Linked DNA regions of Mus musculus: all the other regions are linked to region 1. A link is a contact called in public promoter capture Hi-C data. All regions are on one chromosome and are shown on one strand. Each heading gives the region's core, a stretch centred on a gene start, on an enhancer-like site or on the middle of the called end of the contact. The rest is flanking DNA. Distances are from core to core; before and after follow the strand shown. Region 1 holds the start of Ormdl1 (ORM1-like 1 (S. cerevisiae)). Region 2 holds the start of Mars2 (methionine-tRNA synthetase 2 (mitochondrial)). Region 3 holds the start of Nabp1 (nucleic acid binding protein 1). Region 4 holds the start of Stat1 (signal transducer and activator of transcription 1). Region 5 overlaps Stat1 (signal transducer and activator of transcription 1). Region 6 holds the start of Gls (glutaminase).

Evidence for each region. Promoter capture Hi-C pulls out the DNA fragments that hold promoters and counts their contacts.
Region 2: a contact with region 1 is called in a promoter capture Hi-C map of pre-B cells, with 3 times the contacts expected there. The contact joins the promoter of Mars2 here to the promoter of Ormdl1 in region 1. A contact is called at or near these places in 3 of 39 promoter capture datasets (hippocampal neurons, liver and pre-B cells) and 1 of 9 other capture datasets (adipose tissue).
Region 3: a contact with region 1 is called in a promoter capture Hi-C map of pre-B cells. The contact joins the promoter of Nabp1 here to the promoter of Ormdl1 in region 1. A contact is called at or near these places in 3 of 39 promoter capture datasets (erythroid cells, liver and pre-B cells).
Region 4: a contact with region 1 is called in a promoter capture Hi-C map of pre-B cells. The contact joins the promoter of Stat1 here to the promoter of Ormdl1 in region 1. A contact is called at or near these places in 5 of 39 promoter capture datasets (the SN4741 cell line, erythroid cells, hippocampal neurons and 2 more), 1 of 484 Hi-C or Micro-C datasets (muscle stem cells), 1 of 115 datasets of contacts at active chromatin or transcription factors (pancreatic cancer cells) and 2 of 9 other capture datasets (adipose tissue and liver).
Region 5: a promoter capture Hi-C map of liver shows a contact between it and region 1, with 2.6 times the contacts expected there. The contact joins the enhancer-like site here to the promoter of Ormdl1 in region 1. A contact is called at or near these places in 5 of 39 promoter capture datasets (HPC-7-derived erythroid cells, hippocampal neurons, liver and 1 more) and 1 of 115 datasets of contacts at active chromatin or transcription factors (T-cell acute lymphoblastic leukemia).
Region 6: a contact with region 1 is called in a promoter capture Hi-C map of pre-B cells. The contact joins the promoter of Gls here to the promoter of Ormdl1 in region 1. A contact is called at or near these places in 5 of 39 promoter capture datasets (the HPC-7 cell line, the SN4741 cell line, erythroid cells and 2 more), 5 of 115 datasets of contacts at active chromatin or transcription factors (astrocytes, embryonic forebrain, embryonic stem cells and 2 more) and 2 of 9 other capture datasets (adipose tissue and liver).

The regions. Positions count from the first base shown.
Region 1 is chr1:53,295,432-53,299,086 of GRCm38.p6, forward strand. It overlaps Ormdl1 (ORM1-like 1 (S. cerevisiae)), which reads left to right and starts at 1,664. Exons shown (of 4, transcript NM_145517.4): 1 at 1,664-1,757; 2 at 3,541-3,655. The coding sequence starts at 3,548. It overlaps Pms1 (PMS1 homolog 1, mismatch repair system component), which reads right to left and starts at 1,597. Exons shown (of 13, transcript NM_153556.2): 1 at 1,455-1,597.
Region 2 is chr1:55,235,260-55,238,914 of GRCm38.p6, forward strand. It overlaps Mars2 (methionine-tRNA synthetase 2 (mitochondrial)), which reads left to right and starts at 1,918. Exons shown (of 1, transcript NM_175439.3): 1 at 1,918-3,655. The coding sequence starts at 1,981. Gm10561 (predicted gene 10561) reads left to right here. Exons shown (of 4, transcript NR_166489.1): 4 at 104-365.
Region 3 is chr1:51,476,436-51,480,090 of GRCm38.p6, forward strand. It overlaps Nabp1 (nucleic acid binding protein 1), which reads right to left and starts at 1,964. Exons shown (of 6, transcript NM_028696.3): 1 at 1,390-1,964; 2 at 1,043-1,181. The coding sequence starts at 1,480.
Region 4 is chr1:52,117,682-52,121,336 of GRCm38.p6, forward strand. Stat1 (signal transducer and activator of transcription 1) reads left to right here and starts at 1,757. Exons shown (of 25, transcript NM_009283.4): 1 at 1,757-1,942; 2 at 2,231-2,391.
Region 5 is chr1:52,156,635-52,160,289 of GRCm38.p6, forward strand. It overlaps Stat1 (signal transducer and activator of transcription 1), which reads left to right. Exons shown (of 25, transcript NM_009283.4): 25 at 2,649-3,655. The coding sequence ends at 2,663. Among named protein-coding and RNA genes, the nearest start is that of Stat1, 39 kb to the left of the region's middle. Within about 2 kb of position 1,602, at least 36 of the 459 cell types and tissues checked have an H3K27ac peak or open chromatin away from gene starts, as enhancers often do. A contact at or near this core is called in hippocampal neurons and liver, where this site is marked.
Region 6 is chr1:52,231,326-52,234,980 of GRCm38.p6, forward strand. It overlaps Gls (glutaminase), which reads right to left and starts at 1,907. Exons shown (of 18, transcript NM_001081081.2): 1 at 1,267-1,907. The coding sequence starts at 1,667.

The sequences.
Region 1 (3,655 bases), core at 414-2,913:
AAGACATATGCATATTTTGGCTCAGAAGGCCACACCTCAATACTTTCCAAGCAAGCAAGTTAGAAATCTCAACAATACTGTAAGAATTCCCACCATATACATGGCACCTGCTCCTTCCTGAGTTTCTTAGAGCATTCTTCCTAATACCACTTCTGGTCAGCCCCTTAGTATTTCTCCTCTGAACGACTCCAATAACTACCAAATTGATATATGGATTTAAATATTTGTAAGTTGTTTCTATAATTAAAGTATCTTTGCTATCCTACTTTAAATTTTTAAGATTTTTCAACTGCTAAGTATGTTAAGTCCAAATTCCCTACTACCCTATCTCTCTAATTTCATCCCATTTTCCAAATGTACACACAGTACTAATCTGGTCACACTACAATGTGGCTCTCTTTACCTAGATGTGGTAGGATTTCCTGGGCCACATGACATTTTTCTGGGATGTCTTGTGTCAGTTCCCAAAACTCTTTTTCCATATTCCAATCTCCCAAGAGATTAGGCATCCCTTCGTTTTTTTAATTCAAACTCATAAATGGCTATTTTATTTATCTGTCCCTTCCTCTCTGGCTCATATTGCTTTGAGGGCAGTGAATGTATATTGAAAACATATTCAGGAATGTGGCATATTATTAAGGGGTGTGCACTTAAAGACCTCCTCTGAAAAGCCAGAGGGTTGATGTTCCAGCACACAACACATGGAGTGTGGGAAAAGAATTCATACCTAGTGAGGACAATCCTACTGTTGGAACAGTCCTAGTGTTAGAAAAGAAGTCATGTTTACTGAAGCCAATCAACAGTCCTGGAAGTATGCTGTGATCAGAAAGAGAAACTGATCTACAAAAGCAAAAAGATTAGAGAGCTTGGATTTTAGGGAGAAAACAGCAAATTTTACAACAGAATAAATCCAACCCAACCATCACACAGAACCAACACAAATAAAAGATACCTACACACACACACACACACACACACACACACACACGCACGCAAGCATTCTGTCAACTTTAAAATGTTTTTCAGAGTTATTTCTGAAATAAAACTCACAAAGTTTTATAAATACAAATCACCAAGGTTAAAAAAAAAAAAGTACTTTCAAAGATGATTTAGAAAGAGAATGGATTAATCAAATCTTTTTTTCCTCCCCTTCCTCATAGAGATGAACTTCTGGTATTCACATCTCTTCAGGATGTACACTGTCTTCATTGGGAATAACCACAAATTAATACCTTTTTGTGTGAGACAACGCACAGTGCTACAAGCCGCTACACTCTCTAGCAAGACAAAACTTTCCCACCTTGAACCCCAAGGGTCTGAGCTCCAACTACTGCCGAGCCAGCCCAGAGGCTTGAAACGCGTGCGCGCGAGCCCCGCAAATCCGCACCTAGCCCCGGGAGGCGCCTTCAGCCTCCCCGAGCATCACCGGGCACGCTCGTTCGCGGTGACACTACCTTCTAGCGCGCATTCACCACCCACAGCGGCAAGCACTCAGCAAACCCTGAGTTGCACGGCCTACTTCGCTGGACGTCCTTCGGACCGAAGCACGGCTGCGCTCAGCAGGACCCGCGCTCGCGCTCCTCTAAGGCCCGCCCACAGCAGGAAGTGGGATTGGCGCGGCTGGCAGCCAATCGGCTGCTCGCTAGAGCAGCTTGGCAGCCTTCCGGAAGCGGTGGGGCGCACCAGTAGCTCTAGCCAGAGGACCTACTGTGGCTGCCGCGGGAATTGTCCTGTGACCAGCCAGGAGCTGGCGGCCGGTAAGCTCGAAGGCTTCCTAGAGCTGCGGCACGGCCCAGAAGGCCTGCGGCAGAGCAGGTTCCTGCTGCCTCCGGGGCTCGCGCTGTGCACCCTAGGTGTCCGCAGGTGGTCGGCGCGCCGCGGAAGTGCAGCCGCGACTGGGGCGGTGGGTGTGCGCGGGCGGGGAGGGCCGGGTAGCGAAGCCTTTGCGGCACAACCTGCTGAGAAAGGGTTTCTAATCTAGCATAGGTGGCAATGTGAGGCTCTTTCCAGCGGGTTTGGGTTTTTAATTTTTTACGTTGTGTGGGATGTTCGAACTATTAAGCTTTAAAAGTGCATTATAGGTACTTGGTTATTATAGAAGCAAAATTTACGCGAGACTCTCCCTTAGTGTAACTTTCATCACTGCCTGTTCCATACATCTTGAGAAGCCGAAAGAACATTACACTCCAGAAACACTTGCGTAGCCGGGTGAAATTCCTTTCTTCAAACACTGCAATAGAAAGGATTTTAGGTATCTTTGAATAGAAGCTGAAATGTATTCTAGCGCATTTCCTTCTCTCAGACAACACCCATTTCAGTTTGATTGTAACAAAGTAAACTCTTAGGCCCCCCCAAAACTGTATGCTCACGACAATTGAGTACTAATACTAGAAATACTAATACTTAGTGTTTCTTCCTGAACATAAAAGGAGTAAGCGGGTGGGTGGGGGCGCGCGGAGGTAAATAAATAAATAAGTAGAGAGTTTGGCTAAAGAAATATTGAGAAAGATTCATGACTTTAACCTAGTTGTGGTACAAATTTGAACCCCTAACCCTATAAATTTTTCATTTTACATCAACAGCTTGTTATTTCTAGGTTCACTATTCAAATGGGGGCACACAGCCAGGCATTAGTGGCTTATACACTTGTAATCCCTCTACTCTACAGGAGGATACCTGTGAAAATGAGGACAGCCTGACCAACCTATACAGTGAAACCTTGTTTCAAGAGAGAGGGAGATCAAAGCAAAATGCTTTTGACCTCTGACTATGGCTAAAATGTTCCATTACATGTTAGCATCTTGCCACTCAGACTGGTTGAGCCAGTTCTGTCCCCCCACCCCCACACACACACATCTTTTTAAAATACTATTTTATTGGTGATTATTATATTTGACAAAACTAGCTCCACAGAGAAATAAAAGTAGTATGCGGAAAGCTCATAAAAGAAAACAAAAAGATGACCTGAAAATACAAAATGGGCTAGACTGCCACGGGAAGGGGAGTGGAGAGAGCAGGAGAGGGGATACACTAGAAACATGGTATAGGCATATATTGAAACATCGCAGTGAAACTGCTAACTTGAACAATTATATATTTAGCTCCTGGCTCTCACTCTGCTTACATTTTACATATATGTAATTTTTTCTTTTTTTAAAGAATTTTGAAATAGGGTATTGCTATTCGGCTAGGCTGACCTCAGATTTTGGCAATCCTCTTGAATGCTGGGATTACAGAACTGAACCAACACACCTGGATCCAGTTTGAGCTTTCTTTCCTATTATTCCATCTAGTTAAATTGACAGGCTAGAAAACAAGCTTTGGAAAAAGAAGCCATACAAATAAGCTTTGTCTACCTAACAGTAGTGACAGCCGGCACTGATAGTTTATTGCTTGCGCTGACCTCTGTAGAAGGCAGATTTTGGGGGTCTGTGTGTTCAGAGTGAGAAGGGGAGAAAATTGAAGTAACATTTTGTCATGTCAGAATGTGGGTGTTTAGGTTTCCAGCTATGGCACTGTTGATTTCTTTCTTTCCTGCAGAGCAAACATGAATGTTGGAGTTGCCCACAGTGAGGTAAACCCCAATACTCGTGTAATGAACAGCCGTGGTATGTGGCTGACATATGCGTTGGGAGTTGGCCTGCTTCATATTGTA
Region 2 (3,655 bases), core at 668-3,167, 1.9 Mb after region 1:
GTGTAGCTTCCCCCAGCCTGAAGCGGGCTGGTACAGACTAGTCTGCCACTGAGGTGGGGCCACCTGTGGTGCAGCTGTCCGACCTGGCTGGCTTCTTTCGAAGTGACAACTGCCCTGCTCTTCTGCTACCTGCTGAGAAGCTGAACCCGTTTTCCTGAGAATTTCCGGAATAAGCGGCCAGCCTGGCCACCGAGTGCTGACGAAATGGCTCCAGGCACCAAGTGTGGAGCCGGCAGACTAGTGCTAACAACTTGGCAACAATACATCAAGAAGCCTGGCGGGGGTGGGTGGGGGGGGTGGGGGGGCGATGGGCCTTCCCCCTTATAAGCACGGTCTCTTAATAAACTCGTGGGCCTTGATCAGGACCTTTGTCTTGGCTCCATTCTCTCTCTCTCTCTCTCTCTCTCTCTCCTCTCTCCTCTCTCTCTCTCCTCTCTCCTCTCTCTCCTCTCTCTCCTCTCTCTCCTCTCTCTCCTCTCTCTCCTCTCTCTCCTCTCTCTCTCTCTCCTCTCTCTCCTCTCTCTCTCTCTCTCTCTCTCTCTCTCTCTCTCTCTCTCTCTCTCTCTCTCTCTCTCTCTCTCCAGGTGTACCCGGTTCAAGTAGGCAACACAGTGGATGGTGCACGCCTTTAATCCCAGCACCTGGGATGCAGAGGCAGGCAGATTTCTGAGTTCAAGGCCAACCTGGTCTACACAGTGAGTTTCAGGACAGCCAGGGCTAGACAGAGAAACCCTGTCTCAAAACAAAAAAAAACCCCAAAAAAAACCCAAAAAAATAAAACACAAACAAACAAACAAAAAACTCAACAAAACAAAAAAAAACCCAAACAAACCAAAAACAAAAACCAAACCCTCAGGGCACTATTACTCTTGGAAGAGAGGGAAGGACACAGCGCACAGATCTCAACTGCAGCTCATCTCTAACTTAAACACTAATGTGCACCACAGTCCATTGGTGAGCTAAGTAAAGCTTAGATTGCTGGTCTGAGATCCCAGTTTCTGCCTCAGCAGGTAGGGAATGGGCCTCAGATGTCTAAGTTCCTGGTGTGTCTCATGCTGCTTTGGGGACCATTCTTTGAGAATCACTAACAGTACTTAGGTTGGGTGAGGGTTTATAGGTGTTCCAATCTCATTTTAGTATGTGCATATATACACTGTTTAAATTAAATGGGGGTGGGGAGGCCAGTTGTGGATGAGAAAATATGCAGTGAGCCAAGGATTAATAATAAAAATTTGGGATTTTAAAATTCTCTCCTGCTAAAAATTAGGATTTCATTCTCAAAGCTCAGTCTTGGAAGAATTTCAAGACTATTAGAGGAGAAAATTGTGACTTGTTTTGTACAATAAAGCTGAAAGTTAATGTTTCCTTATCTGCACACCTGTGACTCCGCACTCCAGTCCCTGGATGAGTTCTCAAATCAATCCTTAAGGCTCAGCAACATGTTCAGACACGTCATTTCCTTTTCTGCCAGTGCTTATCGTTCCTTAAAGCGCTTTGTGAAATTATTTTCCTTTCTTTCAGATTTATTTAGATTCTGAGACAAACCTTAAATGGTTTTTCTATGTTGACTAGAGGATACCAAGAGGCCGGATTTGTGCCCTGCTTTGACAGTTAATGAGTTTGGAAAATACCTCAATATAAAAATCTTGCCAACAAGTTCAGTCCAGAACCGATCAGTTCAGTTCAGATCCAGAACAGATCTCAAAGAGTAAAACTGCACAACACCCGGGATACGCTCTTCTTTCCCCAACTGCCCTGACACGGAACCCACTAGCCGACTACTCAAAAACTCCCGCCGGCCACCCGCCCCTGCGCGCTGCAGGAAACCGGTGGAGGCGGGGGAGTTGCGGGCGGGGCCGCAGGAGTCAACGCTTGCCGTTCATTGGCTTCCGCGCCGGAAGCGGCGGTACCGTCCAGCTGCGCACGCGCCCTTTCCCGTGCTCGGGAACACCGCCTCCAGTGCTGGGGCCGGCTGTCACCATGCTGCGGCAGTGTGCTCGCTGGGTGTTGACGCGCACCCGGTTCGGCCGCGGCTGTCGCCGCTACGGTTCGTGCTCGCCGAGCGCTAGTGGCGACGCCGGGGAAGCGCGGGCCTACTTCACCACACCTATCTTCTACGTGAACGCCGCGCCGCACATCGGGCACCTGTACTCGGCGCTACTGGCCGACGCCCTGTGCCGCCACCGTCGTCTCCGAGTTCCCGGCTCTGCGTCCACGCGGTTTTCCACCGGCACGGATGAGCACGGCCTGAAGATCCAGCAGGCGGCAGCCACCGCCGGCTTGGCCCCGATCGAGCTGTGCGATCGAGTGTCTGCCCAGTTTTTGCAGCTTTTCCGGGAGGCTGACATCTCTTCCACGGACTTCATCCGCACCACGGAGGCTCGGCACCGAGTAGCGGTGCAGCATTTCTGGGGTGTGCTGGAGGCCCGGGGTCTGCTTTACAAAGGGATCTATGAAGGGTGGTATTGTGCCTCGGATGAGTGCTTCTTGCCGGAGGCCAAGGTTACTCGGCAGGTGGGTCCGTCCGGGGATCCCTGTCCCGTGTCTCTCGAGAGCGGACATCCTGTCTCCTGGACGAAGGAAGAAAATTACATTTTCAAGCTTTCTCAGTTTCGAGAACCACTCCAGCGGTGGCTTGGAAACAATCCTCAGGCAATCACACCGGAACCGTTCCACCAGGCAGTTCTTCAGTGGCTGGAGGAGGAGCTGCCCGACTTGTCCGTTTCTCGAAGGAGTAGCCATCTGCACTGGGGCATACCAGTTCCCGGGGACGACTCGCAGACCATCTACGTGTGGCTGGATGCCCTGGTCAACTACCTCACTGTAGTTGGCTACCCAGATGCAGATTTCAAGTCTTGGTGGCCAGCCACCTCTCATATCATAGGTAAGGACATTCTCAAATTTCATGCTATTTATTGGCCTGCCCTTCTCCTAGGGGCAGGATTGAGGCCACCACATCGCATCTATGTCCACTCGCACTGGACGGTGAGTGGCCAAAAAATGTCCAAAAGCTTGGGCAACGTGGTGGATCCCAGGACTTGCCTTGATCGCTATACTGTGGATGGCTTTCGCTACTTTCTCCTTCGGCAGGGCGTTCCCAATTGGGACTGCGATTACTATGATGAAAAGGTGGTTAAATTGCTGGACTCCGAGCTGGCAGATGCCTTAGGAGGGCTTTTAAACCGGTGCACTGCCTACAGAATAAATCCTTCTGGAACCTACCCATCTTTCTGTGCTGCCTGTTTCCCCAGTGAGCCAGGGTTAACGGGGCCGTCAGTTCGTGTGCAGGCAGAAGACTATGCGCTTGTAACTGCAGTGGCCACTTTACCCAAACTGGTAGCGGGCTATTATAATGACTTTCAGATCTATAAGGCTCTGGAGGCGGTATCCAGCTGTGTTCGGCAAACTAATGGTTTCGTCCAAAGGCACGCACCATGGAAATTGAACTGGGAGAGCCCTGAGGATGCTCCCTGGCTGGGTACCGTGCTTCACGTAGCCTTGGAGTGCTTGCGAGTGTTTGGAACTTTGCTTCAGCCTGTTACTCCAAACTTAGCAGATAAACTGCTGTCAAGACTGGGAGTCTCTACCACAGAGAGAGGCCTTGGAGAGCTCTACTTCCTACCTCGATTCTATGGACACCCATGCCCCTTTGAGG
Region 3 (3,655 bases), core at 714-3,213, 1.8 Mb before region 1:
AGTATTAGTATTGTAGTTCTCCCCATAACCTCCAAAAGAAGTGATTTTTGGGGGGGAAAAGACATGGACGTTAAAAAGATGTAATTTAGTGTCACAATGACTCAATGTCTGAGAATAAGATGCCTAAATTCTGACTCTCACTTCCTGCTTTGATGATACCTTACCTCACTTCCTGAAAATGTTGTAAGGCCTGTGAGATAGGATCAAAGAACTCCTGCCCAAAGACTCAATACTTCTACCATTCTCTTAGCTCAGCAGCAATTGTCAACTATTTTTCTGATGGCTACCAATAAAATTATTACAATTCTCCCAATCACAGAAGCTTCCATATTCTACTTTTAAGATTCTTTCCTGAACTTTTCTTAAGGCCAACATTTGGTAAGATTTTCAAGTCTATGAAAAAAAGTATTCCAACTCCATAACCAACTAAATACTCTGAATGAATCAAAGATTAACTTCTGCCACTGTGTATTATTTTGGGTTTTGTGAAACTCTGATCTTACAGATGAAATCATTTTCAAGAATGAGTATTCCAGATATTCATTCATGTCCATATCACAACGATGAGTATTGAGTACAAAAAAAGGTACCAAAAAAGGAAAGGGGTGGAAGACATTATACTTCATACACGAACTGATTAAAAAGGAAATGTGTCCAACTGGTGTGGCACACAGAACTGATTTCCAGGTATATCTCTGTGAGTTCGAGGACAGACTAGTCTATAGAATTGTTCCAGGACAACCAGGGCTACACAGAAAAACCCAGTCTCCAAGAAAGGGTGGAAAGGGTAATGTGATCTTTTATCAGCCTCACTGATAAATGCTCACTGACTTCCACACGGTATTCTCAAAAATAAAATTAACCTTTAAAATTGGAGGGGAGTTAAATCCCTACCTAAAACAAATTAGCTGTGAAGGTGAGCTGCTCCCAGTGAGGTCCACTAAAACAGCTCCCTTCTTGAAGTGGCCCATGGAAGAGCCAAACAACTTCAGAACCCCGAAGTCGGCCAAACCCACACCTACCCCAATTTATGCACACCTACCCTCTGGTCAACCGAATAATATCCCCTGTCTGTATGAGCCCTCCGATCTCATCCCACACAGAAATAGTGATGCTTCCCGTTCTATCAGCTACTTTGCAGGATCTCACTTCATGGCCGTCTTTGGTTTTGGTCACTCGTCCTGTGAAGATTTAAAAATCAAAAAGGGGAGAAGGAAAGGTGTGTTAGATAAGGAGTTCATTCGAGGGAGCTCTTTCACCCTCCTCTGGCTCGCTACGTGACTGACTTCTGTCCCCGGGTAGGATTCTGGGCCAGGAGCACGTGGGGTCGCGGGCGGGGAAGAGGTCCGAGCTCTCGAGGGTGTGGGGCGGGCTGCGGACCTCACTTACCTATCTCCAGGACAATAAAGACGACATTTAAGTTTTTCAGTCCGGCCTTAATGTCTTTTATAAAAAGTGGAGGGTCGTTGACCCCGTGCATACTGAGGCAGGTGCGGCTACGCTTCAGAGACCCACTAGGCAAGGCTTCCCACCCTCGGGGAGGGGCAGGGGCAGAGCCGGGGAGCAACCTGGGGCAAGATTGGCGACCGGGGTCAGGAAGCGGTAATTCAGGGGCCGGGTAAACCAGCCCTAGAGGCACGGAGCCAAAAGAAAATAAAAATGGAAAAGGGAGGGGAAAAAGACTCTCACAAGTTCAAAAAAAACAAAAAACCAAAAAACAAAACCGAAGACGCACTCCGCACCCTGAGCCCGCTCCCAAGTGGGCGGCGAGCAAACCAGCGTGCGCACTGCCGCCTCCGCTAAGGGAAAAGGGATCAGGAGACGGCCCTGCCCGAGTCCCGCTGTCCCTCACACAACACACGCACACGCGCGCGCCCCCTCCGTCCCAGGCTCAGGGAAGGTACGTGACAGCAAAACGGCAAGGCTGTTCACCAACCGCGCAGCCCGCGTCCCAAGCAGCAACTGGCGAACGCTCCCTCAGGCCGGCTTTATTAAGCCGCGCCCCGCCCCTTGTGGCGTCACGCGACGTCACCACGCCCACTAGCACGCCTCTGGGGCGGAACACAGCGCCACTGAGCTCGCAGCTTCCCTGGATCCTCCCCTACTGTCAGCACAAGCACCGCCTCCCGGCCGACCAATGGTCTCTCGGCCACACCCTCCTCCCGCTGGTCGCTCCACGTCTTCCGGGTTTCTGTAGGGCTGGGTCTTTTGGTGCTCCGAGGGAGACCTGGCTTCTTCTAATTCCTCAGGATCCTTCAGTAAGGCCACCTTTGCCCTTCAGTCCCGCGATCACGTGGAACTCAGATGTTCCGAACCCCGTGGTTAGAGCAAGTATGCAGTTGAGAAGGAACGGAGAGAGTGATCGAGCAGGATCAAGGAGAGAGAAAAAAGGGCGAACTAAAGGTGTCCGAGGCTTCCAAGAGAGTGGTTCCCAGTCGCAGGCAACTTGGCGATCAACCTTCGTACTTTAGAGGTGTTTAAATTGGGATCCAGAAACACGAGGTGGTCTTTTTAAAAGTAACTTGTAAATAAACCTCTTTTCATGCTGATAATAGCCATACATAGTTAAGTTCCACAGATATTTCATTTTTTCCTTAACCCTTTTCTTTAAATTGCACTTGGCTTTTATATAACTAAGATGAGTTAACCATACACTGGTGAAGGGGAACCTTAAAACAAAACCTGAAAGGGAGGGTTGTGCTTTGCCACCAAACAAGCTGGAGGCTAATTGTGTGACCTTGAAATTAGTTGGTTAAGCTTCCTAGCCAGAATTTAACAATCTGAACAATAAAACTAGGATCCTTGCCTCATAGAGGATAAAATGGGGTCATAAATAAATTGCCCAAGTACAGTCGCAAATAGATCTGTGATCAGTATTTCTTTTCATCAATTTTCTATTGAAAATAATTACCTGTTATTTAATCTCATGGTGAGTGATAATTTTAACCCCCGTTTACAAGTAATAAAACTCACTAGAGAATAACCAAACTGGATTTCAATTTAGGCAATCTTGACCCTAGGAGGCTTCAACCAGAAGTATTTTATGTTTAAGTAGTATGATTGTAACCCTCCAAAACAGATTGAAGAAATGGGAACAGCAGAGTATATTCTAGCATGTTAGAGAATCATATAAGCAAATACTGTGGAAAATAGAAAATGTATATATCAAAAACACACTTCTTTTTCTTTTTAAGGATAATACCGAGAAACAGCATAGAGAAAAGTTTAAGAATAAATAACAAGCCATGTTAAGAACATTGAGCAGCCTAGAGGTGAAGCACACCTTTAATCCCACCATTCAGGAATCTCAGGCAATCTGTGAGTTCAAGGTCAGCCTGAGCTACACAGAAACCTTGCCTTGAAAAACAAACAATATAATAGAGCAAAGTTGTGGCCAGGGATCTGGGTGGGGTGGGGTGGGGTGGGGGACCTAGCCACTCCCTGAATTCTCAACCATTTGCCCTCATAAAAAGGACTAAGAGGGATGCTCAGAATTATTTATATACACATTCCTTAAAGAGGTCCCAAACACTAAGAGACCAGGCCCTGTAGGGGTGTGCCCTAGGTGGGTTCTCGGGGCTGACCAACACTGAGAGGAGAGGTAGACAGACTCATGCACCCTATCCCCAAACCAGAAGACATCTCCAACTGATTA
Region 4 (3,655 bases), core at 507-3,006, 1.2 Mb before region 1:
GAAATTACTTAGATCTTTTGCCAACTAAAGTGGTGCTGTTCAAGGCATGATTCAAATTCCATCTGTTTCAAGGAAACAATTGATTCTCTAGGTGTGCATTCTAAGAAGACCTAGTTGGTCCTCTGTGATATCTATGTAGAAAAGTGACATTTGATCTGAGGGGTTTTTGTTTGTTCTTTGGTTGGTTGGTTGATTTTGGGTTTTTCAAGACAGGGTTTCTCAGTGTAGCCCTGGCTGTCCTGGAACTCACTCTTTAGACTAGGCTGGCCTCGAACTTACAGGAATCAGCTTACCTCTGCCTGCTTAGTACTGGGATTAATGCTGTCTGCCATCAGCACCCAATTGATCCTAGATTTTAACATGAGTTAGTGACTCCTCAAAGAATTTGAGAATACAGATGTTGGCTTAGAGGACTTTTCAAAGAGAACACTGCTGGTGAGAAGATTGAGTTTGGGGAAAGAGTTTTGCTTATTCAAAGAATAAAAATGCTGTACTAAGCAATGAAAACAGAGTAGCACAAGCTGAGATTAAAGAAAGTGATAGGGGAACATGGCTTTAGAGAATATATTGAGAAATTTGAATTGTCTAAGACCAAGCAAGAAAAGCCATCATGAAATTTTTAGATTGGCATGACATGATCAGCATTGCAATTAGATTTAAAAAAAAATCACCCAAATGAGTGTATGGCAGATAAATTAAAAGGGAGTGAAAAGCCAAAGTCAAGCAGTCACCAGAAAAGCCACAGCAATGATCCAGGTAAGAGGACGGGGTGGTGGAAGAGGTAGAAACAGGAGCTAGACCAACCGAGGCTCGAGGACCAAGTGTCCGGGACTAAATGGGCAACGTCTATGGCTTGGCCCTCATCCGTTCCAGACTAAGACGGGGTATGAGGAGGAACCTGTGTTTTGAGTACAGTTGGTTTACAGACTCAGTAGATATCCAAGGACAGGGTAACTGTGACACTTGGAAGAAAGCAGTGGGTGTGTATACATCTAGGAGTGCTCCAGGACATGGAAGTTACAGGGACAGTCATCAAAGGCACAACGGGAGAAGGGTAGATAAGAGACTCACATTCTGGTTTAGTAGTTTAATAATGGAGATGGGGGACAGAGGGATGTCCTGCGAGAAAGGAAGAAGCAAAGAGGTCCTGTCATCATGATGGCTAAGCGGGACAAAAGTTTCGGTAATGGAGGTGTCAATTGTGTAAAGCTTTATTTTTCTTAAACATATTAGTTAGAATTATTTATTTTATTTCATGACATTTTTGTTTTGCTTGCGTGTATGTGTACTTCTTGCAGGCTTGGTTGACGTCAGTGGAGGTCCGAAGAGGGCACTAGACTCCTGGAACTGGAGTTGGGAACCATTACGCAGGCACTGCAAATCCAAGCCCTGTCCTCTGCAAGAGCAAGTTCTCTGTAGCTGCTGAGTTAAAGGCAAGTATTGAATGTTTTCAAATTGGTAAATTAAGCTCCCTGGCTTTAGTAGCGTGAAGGTTAATCTCTAGTCCCCAATTCTGAATCCCGCAGTGATGCGCCTACTTAATGCAGGATCTCCAAGACTGAGCTTGCGCAAGCCTATAGTTTCCAACCTTGTAAACACAACCCCCTGTCTGCGGTTTGCACCGCACAGCGGCGCCCCAAGTTTCGCACGCCGGGTAGGGAGCGCGCGGACCAGGAAGGCCAAGCAGCCGAGGGGGGGGGGACGGTGCGCTGATGGAACAGCCGGCCAATCTCTGCCGCTGATTGGCTGAGGCGGAAGGAGGCGGGACGCCCTCTAGCCTTTTTTCCTGCCCGGTACTTTCGGTTTTCAGCGCCGAGTCTGTCAAAGCTCCCTGGAGACCTCCGGGACCGCGCCCCTCAGACCCACTTGGGACACTGCTGAGCGGCGCAGAGAGATTTGCCCAGACTCGAGCTCCTGCGTGCAGTGAGTGAGTGAGAGCCAGGTGCGGATCCGGGTGCGGGTGCGGGTGGAAGTGGGGCGCCCTCTCCTCGGACCTGGGGTCTGCTGCCCACAGGTGACCTGTCATCCCGCAGAGAGAACGCCAGGAGCCGGATCGCTTGCCCAACTCTTGGCGCTGCTTGGCTCTCTTATCCTGCCGTTCTCACTTCTAGGGTAAAATGACTTGTGCAATAGACATTTCTCCCGGAAGACACTGCACCTTCCCGCTTAACCTTTGCTCGCCTTGCCTCCAGCCCCTTTCCACCACTGTAACATTTTCTTCTTTTTGCAGTCGTTTCAGCTCTGCTCCATACCCTGAGCCGGCGCCACGCCGCCGCGCATGCAACTGGCATATAACTTGCTGTGTGTGGTGATTGCTTGTGTTGAATCCCGAACCTGCACCCGGAGACAGCCCAGTAAGTCTACGTGGGAACGGAAGCATTTGGAATCTCAGTATGTATCAGCCCTTACCGGTTTTCTGAAACTTAAAGGTGGTATTTAGGTTCCGCAGAACCACTAATGGTATAATCACTATCTAAAATACTCCCGAACACTACCTAAAAGTTTAGGGATAGGTGAATGGATGGGTGAAGATTGCTTTTATCTGGCAGGAATGACTTGAGCCCTGATTGATCAATGAGGACTCAGACTTGTAGGTTCATCATGGGGTTTGCCTTTTGCTTTCCTACGCCTTCTGATACATACAAGGTTTCAGCGGAACAAACGGTTCTGTGCTCAGTAACACTTAGGCTATATGCCCGGCGCTGTAGGGTCCAGAGGACGCTGATAGCAAAATATATCCCCTCAGAGGCTCTGATGCGTGCAGACAGCAAGCTTCCTGTGGAAAGTTCATGCGCTAAAAACCGTGCAAATGGCAGCCTGGTACAGGCCAAAGAAAGTTATGTGTGGGAGGGATAGACAGTTTTAGGAAGAAGTACCATCTATACGGAATTCTGCTAGATTGTTGGAAACAATGTGGTCTGTGCAGAACGGGCTAGACCGGGAGGATAGAATGTTTGTTGGAGGCATGAAAACAGGAAAGAGCCAACTCCAGACTCTGAGCCAGGTGTTTAAGGACTGTCTTGCCAGTCTCAGGTTTACAGACATGCCACAGTGGTGGGCTGGAGTCCTTTCCAATGGTATTTGAAATGGCGGCTTGCTTTGTAGTGTAGACATTTCCTTATTATCCTTTGAAGGGGCATTTGTGCAGCAGACATGACTTCATTCCTGCACATGAGTGTTTGAAAACAAGTATTTATCCATACAGTCCCATATGCTCCATCAGAGTACAGACCTTTCCTCAGAGGTCTGGCGCTACTACAGTCTCCCACTCTGAATTGTGGTGGTGCCATTGTGTAGTGGTGTGTATCCCGTTACATGATTGTCACAGGTAACTTGTTTCTATCTCAAGACTTCCTTAATTTAGGGATTGCTATAATTTTTAACCTTTAGGATTACAATATAAAAACTGACTTCATGTTTATCTGACGAGACAAATATTACTTTATTCTTTCAAATGGCATTTGGCAATGCTGTATGAAAAAAAAAGACATTTCTTTTTCTGAGCCAGTGACTCACTGTGTAGCCTCAGAAGCGCTCAGTATTCATCTCAGGCTGACCTTGAACTTGTGGCCTTCTTGCCTCAGCTTTCCCAAGTGCTATGAGTTCAGGTGTGGTCTTGAACATGGCTTACTGCAGGTAGTTCTAGCTGTGCAAG
Region 5 (3,655 bases), core at 352-2,851, 1.1 Mb before region 1:
GCCTGGGACTCTTCCTCCCACGGACAGGCTTGTTCAGGTGACTGCGGTCTTGCTGATGCTGCCTAAATTTAAGCTCTTTTCCACATGAATTCAATCCAGTTCACCTTTCAAAGCTTGCCTAATGCTTTCGAAAAGAACTCCCTTAGCTATCGCAGGCCTTTCTTCATCACCAGGTGCCCTGTGCATAGCACAAACGTGTTCAGGAATGAGAGGGAAGGTCAGAGGAGGGGCCGGGAGAGAGGCTTGGGAGCGGGTGGGTAAAGCTTCATGCGTACATGTTCATGTGCTGGGGCATGCTAGGGTGTAACCTCAGTGATGGGTGTTTTTCCCGTGTGACTTTGTGTTCTTCACCTCACCAAGCACACTAAAACTCTTAGAAAACACCTTCTCATAGCTTTCGGACTCTTGAGCCTTGCTAGTGTGATCACGGAATAGCTCTTTTCTTGATAAAATAAGGCTCTGGTCCATGGAACCTAGCACCCTGTTATTTCTGTGAAAAAAAAATTTGTCTCCTATGAAAATGGAGTAATGGCAAAGCCTGATTCAGAAAATGTAAAATAGATCGAAGGGTCCTGAACACAGGGTGAGCTTTTACAATCCTTGCTCAGAAAGTCACCTCGCCATCGCCACCATTGATAGGTCATGCCTGTCAAGCTTCTCCCATGCACCAGGCAGAATCTATTTGCATCTGTTAAGGTGAGGAGCCTGTGACTGGAACTTGGCGTGTGGCATTCTAACTGTCATCACCATTGTTGTTTGTGACCAGAGAACTAAGCTGTTAGTTCCTCCGTTTGTGCAAAGAGCGCTGCTTTCAGTATGCTGGAAGGTGATATCATGGGGCCTTTGACACCCTCAAACAAATTCCAGGAAACGGGTTTGTAGTCTTTGGACACCCCCTGTAGCTATTCTATTCCAGTGGGTTTTTTGTTTAATCTATGGAATAAAGATATACAGATACAATAAATTAGCAAATGTCCACTCATCGCAGTAGTCTCCAGATGAACCCCCAACAATCTCAGGGGCTCTAGCAGGGGCCCTACTCTTAGACCAGGGAAGAATGAGATGGGCCTGTCAAGTCACCGTAACGCCACCACGATGTGCTCTGTCCTCGAGCTTATTCTTGACTTCTGTCCAACATTTGCTTTTGGAATTATAGCATATGAGCTAAGTGAGATGACTCTGTCTGTAATCCAGGCAGTCAGGAGGCTGAGACAGGAAGGTCTCCTGGTGGAGGCCACACAGGGCTACATCCTCTGTCACAAAATAAGCAAATGGAATTAGTTGTGTGCTCTGAGGTGGAGGTGGCCCATGGGCTAAAAAGGTAGTCAGGGTTGATGGTTGGTCCAGCCTTGGCTCTCAGGCTCCAGAGGAATTGTGCACGAGGGCCAGTATACCAGCGCTGCTCTCTGTAATATGACTTGGGTATTTATTTAGTCTAACATTTCCATACAAGTCCCTATGGACTGGAATAGACCTAGCCTACTTTCCTAGAGGCCTTTGCCCAGAGCTCATATTAACAGATTGTCTACTATTTTTCTTCTGTTGTATTGGACATTTTATACATGCTTTCAGACTTTATACTTTGACCAGACCTTATGTGTTAGGCACTGTTAGCCAACTTCGCACATGAAGAACTTGAGGTTAACAGAGGTTAGTAAGCCAGTCACATAGTTAGAGGATATGGGTGCAGGTTGTGTTCATCTCTCTCTCCTCTTCTCCCCTGCTTCTACAGTACACCATTTTATAGAATGGTGCCATCGGCCACACTGCAACTGGAGGCAAACCCTTCAACATGCTTTTCAGTCTAAAATTGCTTTCCTAAAACTCAAGAGGCTTTCTTTGCAATCTAGCGGTGTGTTTGTGTTGGGGCACTCAAGGGTTACAGAATTCTCCACTGTGGTGCTGTCCTATACCCTGAAGGACGTTTAGCAGCACCCTGGCCTCTACTCTCTAGAATACCTGATGCCAATAGCACACACATGCCCATACCCTGCAACAGCTGGGTCAGAAATGCCTTCAGAGCGGCCCGCCGAGGAACAGAGCCACCTCTAAGACATCTGGAACTGCACCAACATGGAAGTCAGAGTCAGGGGCAGGCCAGTGTTCTATGAGGAACACTTTGCTGACTCCTGTATCCAGGGCAGCTCGCAGACTAGGGAGGGAGCTGAGGCGCTTGACAGTGATTTTACTTCTGATTTACTGGCCCACGTCTGAAACACTGGCTTTGCTTAGTTTGCTTACTCAGTGGCCTTTAAGGGAAGGTCATCAATTCCCTCCCCCCGCACCCCCCCCCCACCCCGGCACATGGCTCAGCATTTCCTCACACCGTTTTGAATGAGCCGAATTGCCGTGCTGCTGTCCCCAGACTTGCATAACAGCAGAAAGCTTTATATAGTGTGTCTGGGATGAGTCACAGCATTAATCCAGGAGGCCAGACAGTAATAACCCATCAGTTTAGGTGGTGTAAAAGGCCCTGATTAGTTCCAGAAGAATGAGAGGACGCACTAGCCCTTCTGGTTCCATGGTGGTGGTTTGCTGTAGGGGGCATTCTCCTGCTCGCTATTCTAGGGAGGGCAATGGTGTGAAATGCATGAATCACATGTCCCAAAGTCCGTGTACTGAACCTACCTACATTCTGTCTCTTGCAGATGAGCACAGTATAAACACGAATTTCTCTCTGGCGACATTTTTTTCCCATCTGTGATTCCTTCCTGCTACTGTTCCTTCATATGCAGTATTTCTAGGGAAATGCAAGAAAGAAAGAGCATCACATTTGCTGAGCACTGCTGGTAGAAAGTGGATATTTCTCTAATTAGAAACCTGTTACTCTGAAGGACTTCATGCATCTTACTGAAGGTGAAATGGAAAGTCACTTAACACAAAATGGATTTTGTAAACAAAGACCAAGAGATCCACCCAAGCACCAGGACTAGAGTGCGAGTATTTGGGGCAAGGTGAGGAGAACGGTCACTTTAGTAATGGTCTGTAATCAGTGCCCAAGTGCTGCACATCACTGGAAAGAGACATACTTATGGGGGAGGGGCCTTCTTGATGGAGGAATGTTTCTGTCCCGGGAGACATTGGCACTTCCCCTCTCCTGGATGGCCGGAAGTCTTCCACTGTTTTACATATGGCACAGTTCAAAGTCAACTTTAGATCCAATGCTCTATCAAACTATAGTGGGCATCCTTCATGTGAGTGGGAAGAAAACAACCGTGCTCCTTACTGCAGCTTCTGCCAAGGCATGGTTGCTCTCCTCAGGGACTAGCTTTGTTGGTGGCAATGGCTACACAAAACTAAACACCAACAGAAGTAAGACCATTTTCATGAGTACTCCATCAAGTTAAAGGGTTTTTGTTGTCTTTTTGGTCATGGATTGAATAAAATTGTCTTTGCACATCCATTAAGGGGGCCAGCTTTCTTAAAGCAATTTTTCTTTTTTTTTAACTAAAATTAGATATAGGTGAACTCATGTTTTTTAGTGGGCTGAACTTATCGGTTTTAGCTGGTTGTCTTAATTAGCCATAAACTTGGAGAAAGCAGTGACTTCTTGAATCCTTAGCCAAATATGAGTATCAGATAATTTTATTATTTTTTTTTCGAGACAGGGTTTCTCTGTGTAGCCCTGGCTATTCTGGAACTCACTCTGTAGATC
Region 6 (3,655 bases), core at 657-3,156, 1.1 Mb before region 1:
ACCCTGTCTTGAAAAGCAAAACAAAACAAAAACACTAAATGGGATTTGAGTCATCTAATCCAACACATGTAATAATGTGCCCATGATCATCAAGGTAGTTTGTGGTACAAAGCTACTATCACAGAATACCATCATTAAGTGCCTTTTTCCTTATTAAGGGTTTTTGTTGTTGTTTCATTTTGTTTTAAATAACATTTTCACTCTGGGAAAATAACCAGGAATGTTTTAGGAAGGTACCCACATCAATTACAGGAAACATTAAGCAGGCCTGAGATTGAAGTCATAAAATTCACACTTTCAGTTTGACTTAAGCTACTGTGCAGAGCTGGAAGAGAAGTAAAATGCAAAACAGGATACACCATATCAGTATAAAGTCAGAAAAATAGGATACAGAAAAAGCCTAAAAGTCAGTGTTTACCTAGTTGGGGAAACTATATTACACAAAAGCATTCAGCAAAGAAAACTCAATTTTGCTCTTAGGCTAAATTCCCACCCTATATACACAATGAGTCAACATCCTATCACAATCAAGTCCCTAAAACTACTTAGATTTTGTGTATTTTATGTCACCTTATTTTTGTGCTTTTAAAACAATTTTATCCTTTAAAAATCTGTCCACCGCACAGAAGACATCAGACAAGCCATCACTGGTCCCGATAGGAACAGGTGGTCCATGCTGCGTTCCTCGTCCTCTAGGCCACATGTCCCTATTCCGCCTAATCTCATTTCTGAAGCATTATTTCCGGTGGCCCAGATGGCTCTACGCACGCCAAAACGATCCACCTCAGGAGGATTAAGAACCCAAGGCCACATCTGGCATCCAGTGGGATGGTGGTGGAGGCTTACAGAATGGGGGAACTGCGGCCTGGCAAAAAGGTGAATCGGGAAGGTAGAAGCTCCGCTCTACGCCCGACTCCTCAATGTCACTCGGGAGAGATGGAGGTTCGCGTGGCATCACCCTCGCAGAGCCGGGGCGCTGAGCACGCGGCGCGGCCGGACAGCAGCCTCTGCCCGGCAGGGGCTTCAGCAGGCAAGACCCTCCCGGCGCTCACCCGTCACCCCGGGGCGACTCGCGCCGGCCACGGAGGGGAAGTGGGAGCAGGCGAGGGGCGCGGGCGGGGCCGGGCCTAATCACATGGCACAGCCGTCGCAGGCCGCCTGGCATCGCTTTCTTTCTCTTCCGCGAACCTCCGTTGCTAAGCCGCACCGCCACCGCCCACCGCCCAGGGCCCGACCCCTCCCCTCAGCCTCACCCACGCAACTCACTTGTCGCCCGCGGCCACCATCTCCTTGCCCTCGCTGTTGCCGAACGCGTCGGTCTCCCCCGGGCTGTCCTTGGGGCCCGGGGCTGCGGGTGGCGACGCCCCTGGCTGCTGCTGCTGCTGCTGCTGCTGCTGTGGCGGCGTACCCCCCTTCCCCAGCTCCTGTAGGATCTCCGAGGGCGAACTGGACAGGCCGCCCGCGCCGGGGCCCTTCGCGCGGCCGCCCCCGCCCCACCACGGGTGGAGTCGCGCAGCGGCCACCAGGCCAGCGGTCGGCCGGCTCCCGCCCCGGGGGCGCCGGCACAGCGTGCCGAGGGGCTGCGCGCGCCGCAGGACGGCTCCGACGGCGGCGGGCGGCCTTAAGAGCAGCTCCCGTAGCATCGCCGAGCCTCGCAGCCGCATCATACCGCCGGCGCCCGCTCGTCAGATGAGGATGCTTGGGGCGTGGGCGGCCGCTCTGCTCCCGGAACCGTGTCCCGCACGGCGGGGAGAGGACTGGAAAGAGAAAAAGTCCGGGACGGGGTGTGGCCCCAGCTCCGCCGCTCCCGCCGCCAACGCCGCCGCCCTCGCCGCCGCCGCCGCCCAGCCTGCAGCCAGCCGAAGTTGCTCTGGCCGCCGCGAGCTCCGCACTGAGACTGACGCTCAAGGGAGGGCTGGAGACATACCAGGCTCACCAACCGGGGGCGGGAGGACGCTGACGGCCTGCCCCCTGCAAGCTCTTCCATTGGCTCAGCCTGCCGACCTCTCTTCTGATTGGCTAGAGAATCGGTCAAATTTGTCTCCGCGCCCGTACGCAGTCCCGCTGGGTCCTGGAGGGCGGGGAGAAGGACGACTGACGTGTGTCAGCCCCGCCGACCGCTCTTCCCCCTTGCCTCGGGCCACCTGAGGCCAAGCTGGGCGAGGACCCGTAGCTCCGGAGTCTGGCCATTCACCAGGCAGGTGCGCTCCAGGGAAGCACGTCCTCCAGCTATTGAGGAAGCTGGAGTGCGCCTGTTCAGGCCGCCCAAGGCTGGAGGGAGGCTGGCGGTGGCAGATCGTCTGGTCCAAACCTACTGCTCGCCCCCTCGGTTAGGGGAATGTGTCCGCCCCTCTGAAGGCATCGGTTCTGCCAAGGCCGCCCTGACTAGCTTCATCCCTCTCCCAAATGTGCTTAAAACTTTCCATGGTTGGCTACTGCCCAGAAGCGAAATGTTTTGGAAAAAATGAGCAAAATCCTTTCAGCTATGCAACTTAAGACATTTAGAACGTTTGAGCGTAGGAACAACGAAGAATAGAGAAAAAGCCAGAGTAAGGGTGGATCTCTTCTATCTTCTACAAGATTTCTCCAAATCTTTTGAACGGCGATTATTTCATTAGTACCAGTTGACTTGAAAGCAAAATACTGCAGATCCTTTTTCTATTTTAAAAGCCATTTTAAAATAGAAGCATCTGAATACCATGTCTCAAAACTGTTTCAGCACAGCATCACCTCATCCATGTATCCTTTTAGATGTGTGTGCATCATATGTTTCCTGAGTCTGCACACATATACCACTCAGGACTAAAACCGCTTTTTAAACCATTTCCTGAAACAGATAGGCTTAAATGCATAGATTCACCAAAGTTAGCAGGATATGTAATTCACCAGATTTAGTAATCCAATCAATCTGTACATGTTGAACGAGATTAGTAACCAAAGAATCTGACTGTGCCTACAGGCTTGTCATGCTCAAGTTTTTGTTTTGTTTTCAACCTGCTCTTTAGATAAAAATAAAAAGTGTGAAGGAAATGACCTTGTGGGGGGAAAAAAAGCCAGAATTTTATATTACTTGGGTGGCTTTTATTATTGCTTAAGGTTAGTTTGTCAAAAATATTAATATTAGTGAATCAAAGTTATATATTTAGGAAAAACAATACATTCTAGGGGAGAGATAGCAAATGTTACCCTTAATAATATCTAACTTTGTCTTTCTAACTTATGGGTTGCTTTCAAACCTTAGTGTTGTTCAGTTTCTTACAAACTAGTTATCTGTTTTTACTGCCTCTTTTCTCTTTTTTCTCAACCCCATCCAGACTACTCACCAATCCAGTCAACGTTTTCATGCCAGTTCTTCCTAGTTTCTTCCATTGCTCAATGAAATGACTTCTGATGATTAAAGGTTTAAACACTTTCTAGTATATTTAACAATTAGGAACTTAGGATATGACTCAGTGGGTAGAAGGGCTCCCTGCTCAAGCATGAGGATCTGCAGGTCCGACCTCAGGCACTTACCTACAAACCATGCCTGGAGTGGAGACAAGTCCCTAGGACTCAGAGCTAGTCACGCTAGCTGAATTGGTGAATTTTAGAACCTCTGACCTCCACACAGAGGAAAGTGAGCTGCACATATGTGCATGCATGCAAACAGACAAGA